Regions from separate parts of the Sus scrofa genome. Here region 1 is linked to region 2. A link is a contact called in public HiChIP or PLAC-seq data. All regions are on one chromosome and are shown on one strand. The core of a region is the stretch at or near the end of the contact, and the rest is flanking DNA. Distances in the headings are between cores, read along the strand shown.

What was found. HiChIP or PLAC-seq counts read pairs in DNA pulled down with a chosen protein or histone mark.
Region 1: a contact with region 2 is called in an H3K27ac HiChIP or PLAC-seq map of skeletal muscle. The contact joins two enhancer-like sites. A contact is called at or near these places in 1 of 47 Hi-C or Micro-C datasets (skeletal muscle) and 2 of 2 datasets of contacts at active chromatin or transcription factors (alveolar macrophages and skeletal muscle).

The regions. Positions count from the first base shown.
Region 1 is chr11:47,795,418-47,800,288 of Sscrofa11.1, forward strand. It overlaps COMMD6 (COMM domain containing 6), which reads right to left. Exons shown (of 4, transcript NM_001267850.1): 4 at 1-1,361. The coding sequence ends at 1,311. Among named protein-coding and RNA genes, the nearest start is that of COMMD6, 21 kb to the right of the region's middle. Within about 2 kb of position 2,209, at least 1 of the 83 cell types and tissues checked has an H3K27ac peak or open chromatin away from gene starts, as enhancers often do. A contact at or near this core is called in skeletal muscle, where this site is marked.
Region 2 is chr11:47,599,693-47,604,726 of Sscrofa11.1, forward strand. TBC1D4 (TBC1 domain family member 4) reads right to left here. Exons shown (of 20, transcript XM_021065670.1): 8 at 3,912-4,031. Among named protein-coding and RNA genes, the nearest start is that of TBC1D4, 160 kb to the right of the region's middle. Within about 2 kb of position 2,534, at least 6 of the 83 cell types and tissues checked have an H3K27ac peak or open chromatin away from gene starts, as enhancers often do. A contact at or near this core is called in skeletal muscle, where this site is marked.

The DNA.
Region 1 (4,871 bases), core at 959-3,458, 200 kb after region 2:
GGCCTGTAGAGAGTGTGCGGAGATTAGTGGGAGCTTTCCTGAAATTCCTGCTTTACTGGATTTTCAAGAGCCAGCAATGATTTCTCCTGACTTGTTCCCTCAGTCCCACAGTTGAGTAAGCATCTCGTTTCTTGTATAAAAGCCCTTCCTATTTAAAACAGTTAAAGCAATTTGTTTTCCAAACCGAGAACTGACTTACACATCAACCTAGCATTTGTCTTTTGTTTTTGTTCATGGTCTATTTTTCCCTACATATAACTTTTTAATTTTATATTTCAATTATATTTATATTTGCTATTATAGATGGGGAGTTGCTATCTTCCTAAGCCTGAGTTAACATAAATATCCTGTAAAATTTCTCATTTTTATCTTTTTTATTTAGGTCAGTAGTCCATCTGGAACTTACTTTTGCATATGTTGTGAAGGGTTACTAGCACATATTAAATAAATCCTGTTTTCTCATCCAACTGAAATACCATCCTTGCCCTAAATGTCTTGATCTATTTCTAGGCCACCTAGTTGACTCCAGGGACCTGTTTATTCCTAAGCAATGATATACAGTGTTGACTGCTGTAGCTTTATAAAATATTTTAACAACAGATTTAAAAATATAAATCCAACAGAGATCATCTAACATAATAACCTGGGCTACCAGATTAATTTAGGTATATGTAAACTCAGAATAAAACCTATTTTTGTAAATCTGTGCACATATTTGAAATTTCTACAAATATTAATAACAGAAACATCTGAATGCTTGGCTAACGTAAGGAAAACAATGATCAATCCTAACCTGGTCCAAATGTTTGAGAAGGAGCAGCCTCACTCTTCTCACTGATTGCGTTTATGACAAGTGAATGTTATAAAACTGAGTTTGTAATGTTACCCTAATCAAACACTACTTTTGTCATTTATAGATACTTTATAAGACTATATATAAAGGACTCTATATAAGGTTTTATTTATAAAGGGTAACATTACCTGTAATTTTTAAAACTATTGGCCTAATACATAAATTTGTGTTGCTTTTAATATCATTCCACTGTATGATTTAAAAATATAATTCACATACCACAAAGTTTACCCTTTAAAGTGTTCGGTTTCAGTGGCTCTTGGTACATTCACAAAGTTGTGCATCAATCACAACTTTGTAATTCCTGTTTGTCTGATTTTGATTATTTAAAAAAATGGAAAACCAAAAGTGTAACTTTCATTCAATAAATATCATTTGATCCTTAGGCAGTGTGGTTGCAGAAAGTGAAGTCCATGATTTTAGAATGGTAGCAATTCATCAACCAAGTAATTAGCTTTCACACAGTTTCCATAATTGCAGCAATTTCCTTGAACTGTCTGTAGAAATTCTGGAGAGAAAGGGGAAAAAATAACATTAATTTTGCTTTTTTAGAGGCTATTTATATCACTCTTTTAATTACAGCTGACCAACAGAAGCTCTATAACATACTAAGTTTGAATTTTAATGTTATACCCTCAGCTATCATTATTGGAAGGTTACATAAGAAAAAAACAGGTGCAATTTGGTGCAAGCAAAAATACTACTATAGAGTTGGGTAACTGGCTCAGGACTAAATGTTTTAAAAGCACCCAACAAAGTTCTCTGAGATCACACCAGAAAGATTTATTAAATACCCAGCACTGTTCTAGACAATGAAGATTTTTAAAAATGATAGAATGGTTCCTAGACTTTGAACCACTTTTAATTTAGTGAAAGATGGCATTTCAGGGTGATAGGGGCTGTCCTGTCAATTACAGTAAGAGAGACCCAACACCAACAATCACTTATATGATAGAAGCTTTATTTCTGTTTTATTTAAAAACTAAGCTACCATGGTGGTTCTCCTACAGAAGTCACGCTTTTTGAAGCCTCAGATAAAAGAGGGATCGAACAAATTCTGTTTTCCTTTCTTCTCCTCTATCTGCCAAGAAGTAGTAGAAGGCGAATTTGATACCATCTCATGATTTATTTACATCCTTGTTTTTCCTTCTCATCTGGACTTAATTCTATAAATTGCTACTTAAAAGAGTATCTGTCTTTTGTTTTAATGTTTATGTAAATCTGTTATGAGGTGAAGGAGAAAGTTATTATTTCCTTAAAAATAGATACTGATGATCATAACTTCAGGTACTAGAAAGATATAAATTAAAAGCTCAAAGAATGTTCCTTGGCTCTCAGTCCTGTAATGTGACTAACAGGCTCTGTTTGCCTGGTTAGCTTTAGCCACATAAAAACTACCTTTAAAAAAGTAGCCTCATTTGTGATTTTTTTTTTCCCCAGTGAGAAAAAAAAAGAAAAAAATTAGAAGTGGAATCGGGAAGCACAAATGCTGCAAGAAAAATAAGAATTAGAGTGGGATTATGAATTACGAAAGGACTGAAACCATATTCCTTTTTTTGTTTTTTTGGTTTATTTTTGCTTTTTTTTAGGACCACACCTGAGGCATATGAAGGTTCCCAGGCTAGGGGTCAAACCGGAACTGCAGCCGCCAGCCTACGCCACAGTCACTGTAACGCAGGATCTGAGCCACGCCTGCAACCTACACAGCTCACAGCCACGCCAGATCCTTAACCCACTGAGCAAGGCCAGGGATTGAACCCACATACTCATGGATACTAGTTGGGTTCATTACTGCTGAGCTACAACGGAAACTCCCTATATTCCTTTTTGAAGTGGATTTTGTCCCTACATTCAGTTGAAAGCTACTCATATATCACCATATGCTACCTTTATTTCCTTTCGACCAAGTCCTAATTCTTCCAAGATACCACTTAGCATTAAAATGTTGACTGCCTTTTTTGTTCTAAAGCAGATATATCTGTTCTAAAAGAAAGAAATGATAAACAACTTTTCTTGCATTTTTATGTCATCTATATATATTTTTGGTGAAATATTTATTCACGCCTTTTGCCCATGTCCTAACTGAATTTTATTTTATTTTATTTGTTTTTATCTTTTCTAGAGCCACTCCCCCGGCACATGGAGGTTCCCAGGCTAGGGGTCTAATCAGAGCTGTAGCCACTGGCCTACACCACAGCCACAGCAACTCGGGATCGGAGCCGCGTCTGCGACCTACACCACAACTCACGGCAACGCCAGATCCTTAACCCACTGAGCAAGGCCAGGGATCGAACCTGCAACCTCATGGTTCCTAGCCGGATTCGTTAACCACTGGGCCATGACGGGAACTCCTGTAACTGAATTTTAAATACATATATATATATATATATTTTTAGGGCTGCACTTGTGGCATATGAAGGTCCCAGGCCAGGGGTCTTCTTTTGCTTTTGTTGTTGTTGTTTTCTTGGAATTATGTTTTTACTTTTTTTACTGTAAGGTTTTGAGACATCTTTATACATTTTACCAATTTTTTTTTTTTTGTCTTTTTGGCATTTCTTGGGCCGCTCCCACGGCATATGGAGGTTCCCAGGCTAGGGGTCCAATCAGAGCTGCAGCCACCAGCCTATGCCAGAGTCACAGCAACGCGGGATCCGAGCCGCGTCTGCAACCTACACCACAGCTCACGGCAACGCCGGATCGTTAACCCACTGAGCAAGGGCAGGGATCGAACCCGCAACCTCATGGTTCCTAGTCGGATTCGTTAACCACTGCGCCACGACGGGAACTCCTCTTTATACATTTTAGATACTAGTCCTTTGTTAGAGATGTCATTGGCAAATATTTTCTCCTACTCTGTAGCTTATCTTTTCATCCTCTTACCAAGGTCTTCTACAGAGTAGAAGTTTTTAATTTTGATAAAATCCAATTTTCAATTTTTCCTTTTATAGACTGAGCTTTTGGTGTCCAGTCAAAGAATTCTTTGCCTAGGCCTTGATCCTCATTTCTTTTGTTTCTTTTTCAAAATTTCATTGTGCATTTTACATTTAGGTCCATGATCTCTCTTGAGTCTGCTTTTTACATAAAATATATACAGAAGGCATATAAGCACAAGAAAAGTTGTTTAACATCATTAGCCATTAGGGAACTATAAATTCAAACCATGAGATATCACTGCATACCTATCAGAATAGCTAGATTTATTTTAAAAGTGACAAGACCAAATGCTTCAAGAGTGTGGAAAAACGGGATTATTCTGACATTGCCAGTGGGAATGTGAAATAGCACAGCCACTCTGAAAAACTGCTTGGCAGTTTCTGGGGAAAAAAAAAAAAGCATGTTGCAACTACCATAGGACCTATCATTTACATTCTTGAGCATTTATCTCTAATGACATGAATTTATGTGTGCACAGAAACCTGCACATACATACATATATATAAATATATATTTATAACAGCTTTATTCGTAATAGCCCCAAACTAGAAACAACCCAGATGTCCTTTGCTGAGTGAAGAGTTAGGCAGGCGATGTCTATCCACACTGTGGAATTACTATTAAGCAATAAAAGGAATGAACTATTGACACCTGCAACAACCTAAAGGAATCTCTAGAGAATGATGCTGAGTGGAAAAAAAAAAAAAAAAAAAACAGTCCCCAGGGAGTTCCCATTGTGGCTCATTGGAAACGAATCTGACTAGTATCCATGAGGATGCAGGTTTGATCCCTGGCCTCGCTCAGTGGGTTAAGGATCCGATGTTGCCATGAGCTGGAGTGTAGGTCACAGACTCAGCTTGGATCCCACATTGCTGAGGATAGGCTGGTGTAGGCTGGCAGCTATAGCTCTGATTTGACCCCTAGCCTGGGGACTTCCACATGCTGCAGGTACAGCCCTAAAAAGCAAAAAAAAAAAAAAAAAAAAAAAAAAAAAAACAACAACAGTCCCAGAGGTTACATCCTGATGATTACTTATATAACGTTCTTCTCGAAATGACAAAATTGCTGAAATAGAGAACAGGTT
Region 2 (5,034 bases), core at 1,284-3,783:
GGTGGCTCCCTAAATAACTACATCAATTATAAAAGAGAGCTGCTTCTAACATTACTGAATACTTAGCATATGCCATGTACTATGTTAAGTATTTTACCATGTATTACCTAATTTAATCTCCACAACAATTCTAATGAAGTAAGCATATTTATTCAGTGTGCCTGTACAGAGAAGTAGGTTGCCAATGTTTACACAGTTAAAGGGCAGAACAGCAATTTGAATTCAGGGAGCACAACTTTAAAATGAACCTCTTGAACTATTACTCAATACTACTTCCTGAAGACACAGAGCTTTGTGAAAATACCATTACAAAAACAACAATTAGCCTACATTGGTTAAGAGTTATTTTGCAAATGTCCTAGAACTTGATGTAGGTTCTATCAGTTCGTTAGTTCTATTCAGTGACATGAAATACTTCCAAAAATAAACTATTCATGTGGCTGATAAATTACTGGGTTCATATGTGTGGTCAAGAAAAACAGGCCATGTTGCTTTCTACTTTTTTTGCTGCTACTGAACAACCAACCTGCCTGGTTATCTCAAATAGGTTATTCATAGAGAATGCAGTCAGGTGGGTATCAAATCATTTCCATTATTTGAAAAACAAGGGAGTCCTGTACTGGTGCAGCGGAAACGAATCCGACTAGTATCCGTGAGGATGCAGGTTCAATCCCTGGCCTCGCTCAGTGGGTTGGGGATCCAGCATTGCCATGAGCTGTGGTGTAGGTCACAGATGCAGCTCGGATCCCGCACTGCTGTGGCTGTGGTATAGGCTGGAGGCTGTAGCTCTGTTTCAACCCCTAGCCTGGGAATTTTCACATGCCACAGGTGCAGCCCTAAAAAAAAAAAGAAAGAAAGAAAAAGAAAAACAACATAAATCACACATTTTACTCATAGGAGTGTTTTTTTTTTTTCATTTCTGAGAATGCATATGTTCAACAAACCCAAAAGATACATATATAACATATATCCAGAATATATTTACACTGACGACAACAAAACACCCAGCAAAAATGAATTACCCCAGGGGTTATGGGGAATGTTGAGTAGTCATTCTCACTCTTTCCTACTTCTTAGTTGTTATCATTATTATTATTATTGGCTCTGACTGCAGCATGAGGAAGTTCCCAGGCCAGGGAAAGAACCCACACCAAAGCAGTGACCAGAGCCACAGCAGTAATAATGCCAGATCCTCAGCTGCTAAGCCATCGGGGAACTCCAGTTATTATTATTTTGTAATTTGCAAGCAGGAAAGCAAGGACAAGTTCTAGCCCTGGATGCTGCCCAGGCCACATGGCAGCCTTGCCCTATGTTCTGATCTGATCCATCCTAGGGCTGGATGGAATCCCATCCAGGGGCAGCTGGGGGAACAGGAGTTCCCGAGGGTTTCTCCTTGGGCTTCCCAGACTGCCCACTGATTCCCAGATTCAGACAGATGGGGAGGTCATCTGTGCCCAGAGTCTGCTTGGGCAAAAGAGAAGGAGACGGGAAGGGAGCCAACAGAAAGATGTGCTAAGAGGAAATATCTCATTCTTTCCCTCCGGATTCAATCACAATGAAAACAACGGCTCTCTCCCCTTCCATCAGTTCTTTGTCTCCTCTGCAGCCGCCTCCCTCACCAGCCCTGCTTGCGGGCTCCCAGGATGGCTCATCCATCTCTGCCTTCTGTCCCCAAGGTGCCCACAGACAACAAGACCTCTCTCTGCTCTCTGTGCCATAAGCAGTCTCACCATAGGAAGTGTTTTATCCATGAGTTTTCCTTACACACAAAGAAAAATAAATGAACTTGAAAATGATACTCTACCCTCCCCCAATTAATTCATCAGCAAGTGAGGACAATGGCTCTCACTCCGAAGAAACCATGAAATGAGGACAGTTTTCCAATGACTCACACTTTCTATTAGTAAATATTTCTCTTTCAGGAATATATGCATATACTAGTAAACAGTCTTCTTTTGGAAAACATCAGTTTAAGCAGAGGCAACCGACAAACAATACAAGAGCCTGTCTTTGCACCTCTGAACACACAGTGTTTCAGTTTTAGCTATTATAACGTGGTAATGTGGGTGTCGAGTCTTTTCCTTTGGACCCACTTTTGAATTATTATTGAGCTGAGCGCTAAGGCATCTTAAAAACATATCCTATTTCATAAACAACTATAGTTAGTTAAATAAAATATGCTGACATTTAAAAATAGCAGCAACTGGGAGCCAAACACCATGCCTGGAGTGTCAGTTTTCTACCATCTCACTCAGAAAGAAAAAAAAATAAATAAACAGACAAGTTTCAGAAGTCCACAAAACCTCTTTCCTATATAACCTTCGATACAACATGGGTACGTGCCAGCCTTCCCCACAAGTCCATGCTGCGGTGTATGGTGTAAGCGAGACCTTGTTAGGTCACATAATTGATGGTAGTTGGCAGCACACTGGGACACAAAAGCTACAGTATCCACCTTGACCGAAACAGACTGGCTGTGCCCTTGCTGAAAAGTCATGACAGCCGTTCAAGGCTCTGCAAGCGGCACTTCAAAGTCTGCCGCGCACATACGGAGCAGCGAGCCAAGGTCCTCAGCGGGGATCAAGAGCGTAACGCTCTCAATACCCTTGTGGCATTTTGGAAGTGACAGAGGTTTCGGAGCTTCCCACTGCTCTGTGTCCCACTTCATATCTACGGTGGGCTCTTTTCCTAACATTCTGACACCTCCTTTGCACCAGAATGTGACTGACACAGGTAGGAGGACGCCCATTTCACAGGTGGGGAAACCATGAGTGAGGAAAGGTAACTAAGCTCATTTGTATCATTTTTTTTAGATTCTCCATATGCCTGGTATCATATGAAAAAAGGATACAAATGAATGCATTTACAAAACAGAAACAGTCTCCCAGACATGGACAACATAGGCAATTCCTTGTCCTGGGCGCCCTGAAGGCTTTCTCCCCTCCACCCTGGCTCTGACACCCTGCATGGGGGCATCCCCACCCCCCACAGTCTGATGCCCTTATCACCAGCTCTGGTTTCCACTCACTGCACAGAACCATCTGCCCCAGCACCCATACAGCCTCTGTCTTCCTGCACTGAGCCACTGTGGCTGCCTGCCTCACAGACCCAAGGTCAAGACACCAGCATCTTGTCCAATAGCTTTCGGAGTGAACTGTTCAGGAAGGAGAGGAAGAGAAATCACTTGGCTTATTTCTAAACAGAATATATAAATTCACTAAATGGAACACATACATTTCTATGAACTTATACTCACTATTTTCAGCCTTCCCTATCAGCTTTCTGAGAATGAGCTAAAGAGGGGTTTCTTTATAACTTCAAAATGTGGCAAACTGGACGTTCCCATTGTGGCGCAGCAGAAATGAATCCGACTAGTATCCATGAGGATGTGGATTTGATCCCTGGCCTGCTCAGTGGGTTGGGGATCTGGCCTTGCCATGAGTTGTGGGGTAGGTCACAGACGCACCTCGGATCCTGCGTTGCTGTGGCTGTGCCATAGGTCAGCAGCTGTAGCTCTGATTCGACCCCTAGCCTGAGAACTCCCATATGCCACACATGCATCCATAAAAAGCAAAAAAAAAAAAAAGAAAGAAAGAAAGAAAGAAAAAGAAACAACACAAAATAAAATGTGGCAAAAGATAAAAAGGTCTCAGGACTGGGCATCAATGTTCTATTTCTCCTTTTCTATACATATATCTCTGCTACTAAATCTCTACTGCTCAAAGACAGATATCAGAGGCACCAAAATAAAGCTAGAGCTGCGAATGAAACTAAATTTTCAGAGATTATTTTAAATAAGGGCTAACTAAATTAATCTTAAGGTTTTTTTCCTAAGAAAATGTGCTGTGAGCCAGTTGAGAATGAAGCAAAGTAGTCAGAAAACACAGACAAGAGCCTCAGTTTGATCTTACCCTTGAGAAGATGTTTTCCAGGGAGCTAGTTAAGGATCTCTTAGCTTTATTTTTCAGGATGTCAAGTTTGAACCTTCCACTGCTCGTCGAATTTTCCGGGATTGTACTACTGGAAATAGTCTAGAGAAAGAAACACATCAATTTTCGTTTGGAAATACCCAAGGTTAAATGAAGCTTTAAAGACAGGCTTATGATAGGTCATTAAAAAGCACAGGAATTCTTCTCTAGCTCTGTTAGGAAGTAAGAAGTTGGGATTCACAATGTGAACATAAAAATTATATGGAAAAGGGGTTCAATTATTAATATTGTAAGTAATAAAAAGACAGAAATAAGACCTTTCTGCTAAGACATTCCTCCTGTGTTTAACAAAAATTAATCTTGAGATGTCAATGTTTATGGCTGTCATTCTGATTAACAACGATAACCATCCCTTTCCAAGTTGCCTGTATGTCCAAATTAGCAGGAAAAACAAGAAATAGGTTTCAAAGAACAAAGTATCTTCTAGTAAAGCCGGATTCTTCTAATGCCTTTGTTGTAATTCCATTTTCATGTGTGAGTGGGTCATTTATCTTTTCAACAAATATTCACCAATAGTACTAGACTGCATGAGAATCTACAGTGTATCCACTCTATTTGGTTCTCTAAACATTTTATTTCATATAGAGATAAGAAGCCACTATGTACATATGTATATTCCCTGGTTCGTTCGTTCGTTCGTTCGTTCGTTCGTTCTTTCTTTCTTTCTTTCTTTCTTTCGTTCGTTCTTCCTTCCTTCCTTCCTTTCTTTCTTTTTTTTTCCCGTCTTTTTAGAGCCACACCTGTGCCATATGGAAGTTCCCAGGCCAGGGGTTGAATCTGAGCTGCAGCTGCCAGTGTATGCTACAGCCACAACAACAAGGATCTGAGCCACATATGTGACCTTCACCACAACTCATGGCAACACTGGATCCTTACCCCACTGATCAAGGCCAGGGATTGAACCCGCATCTTCCTGAATACTAGTTGGGTTCATTAACTGCTGAGCTACAACAGGAACTCCTTCCCCGGTTCTTAGTGCCAGGAAACTTCCGAGAGAGAAGCCTTCTCCTTTGCTTGGGGAGGGAATATAGGACACAAAGCCACA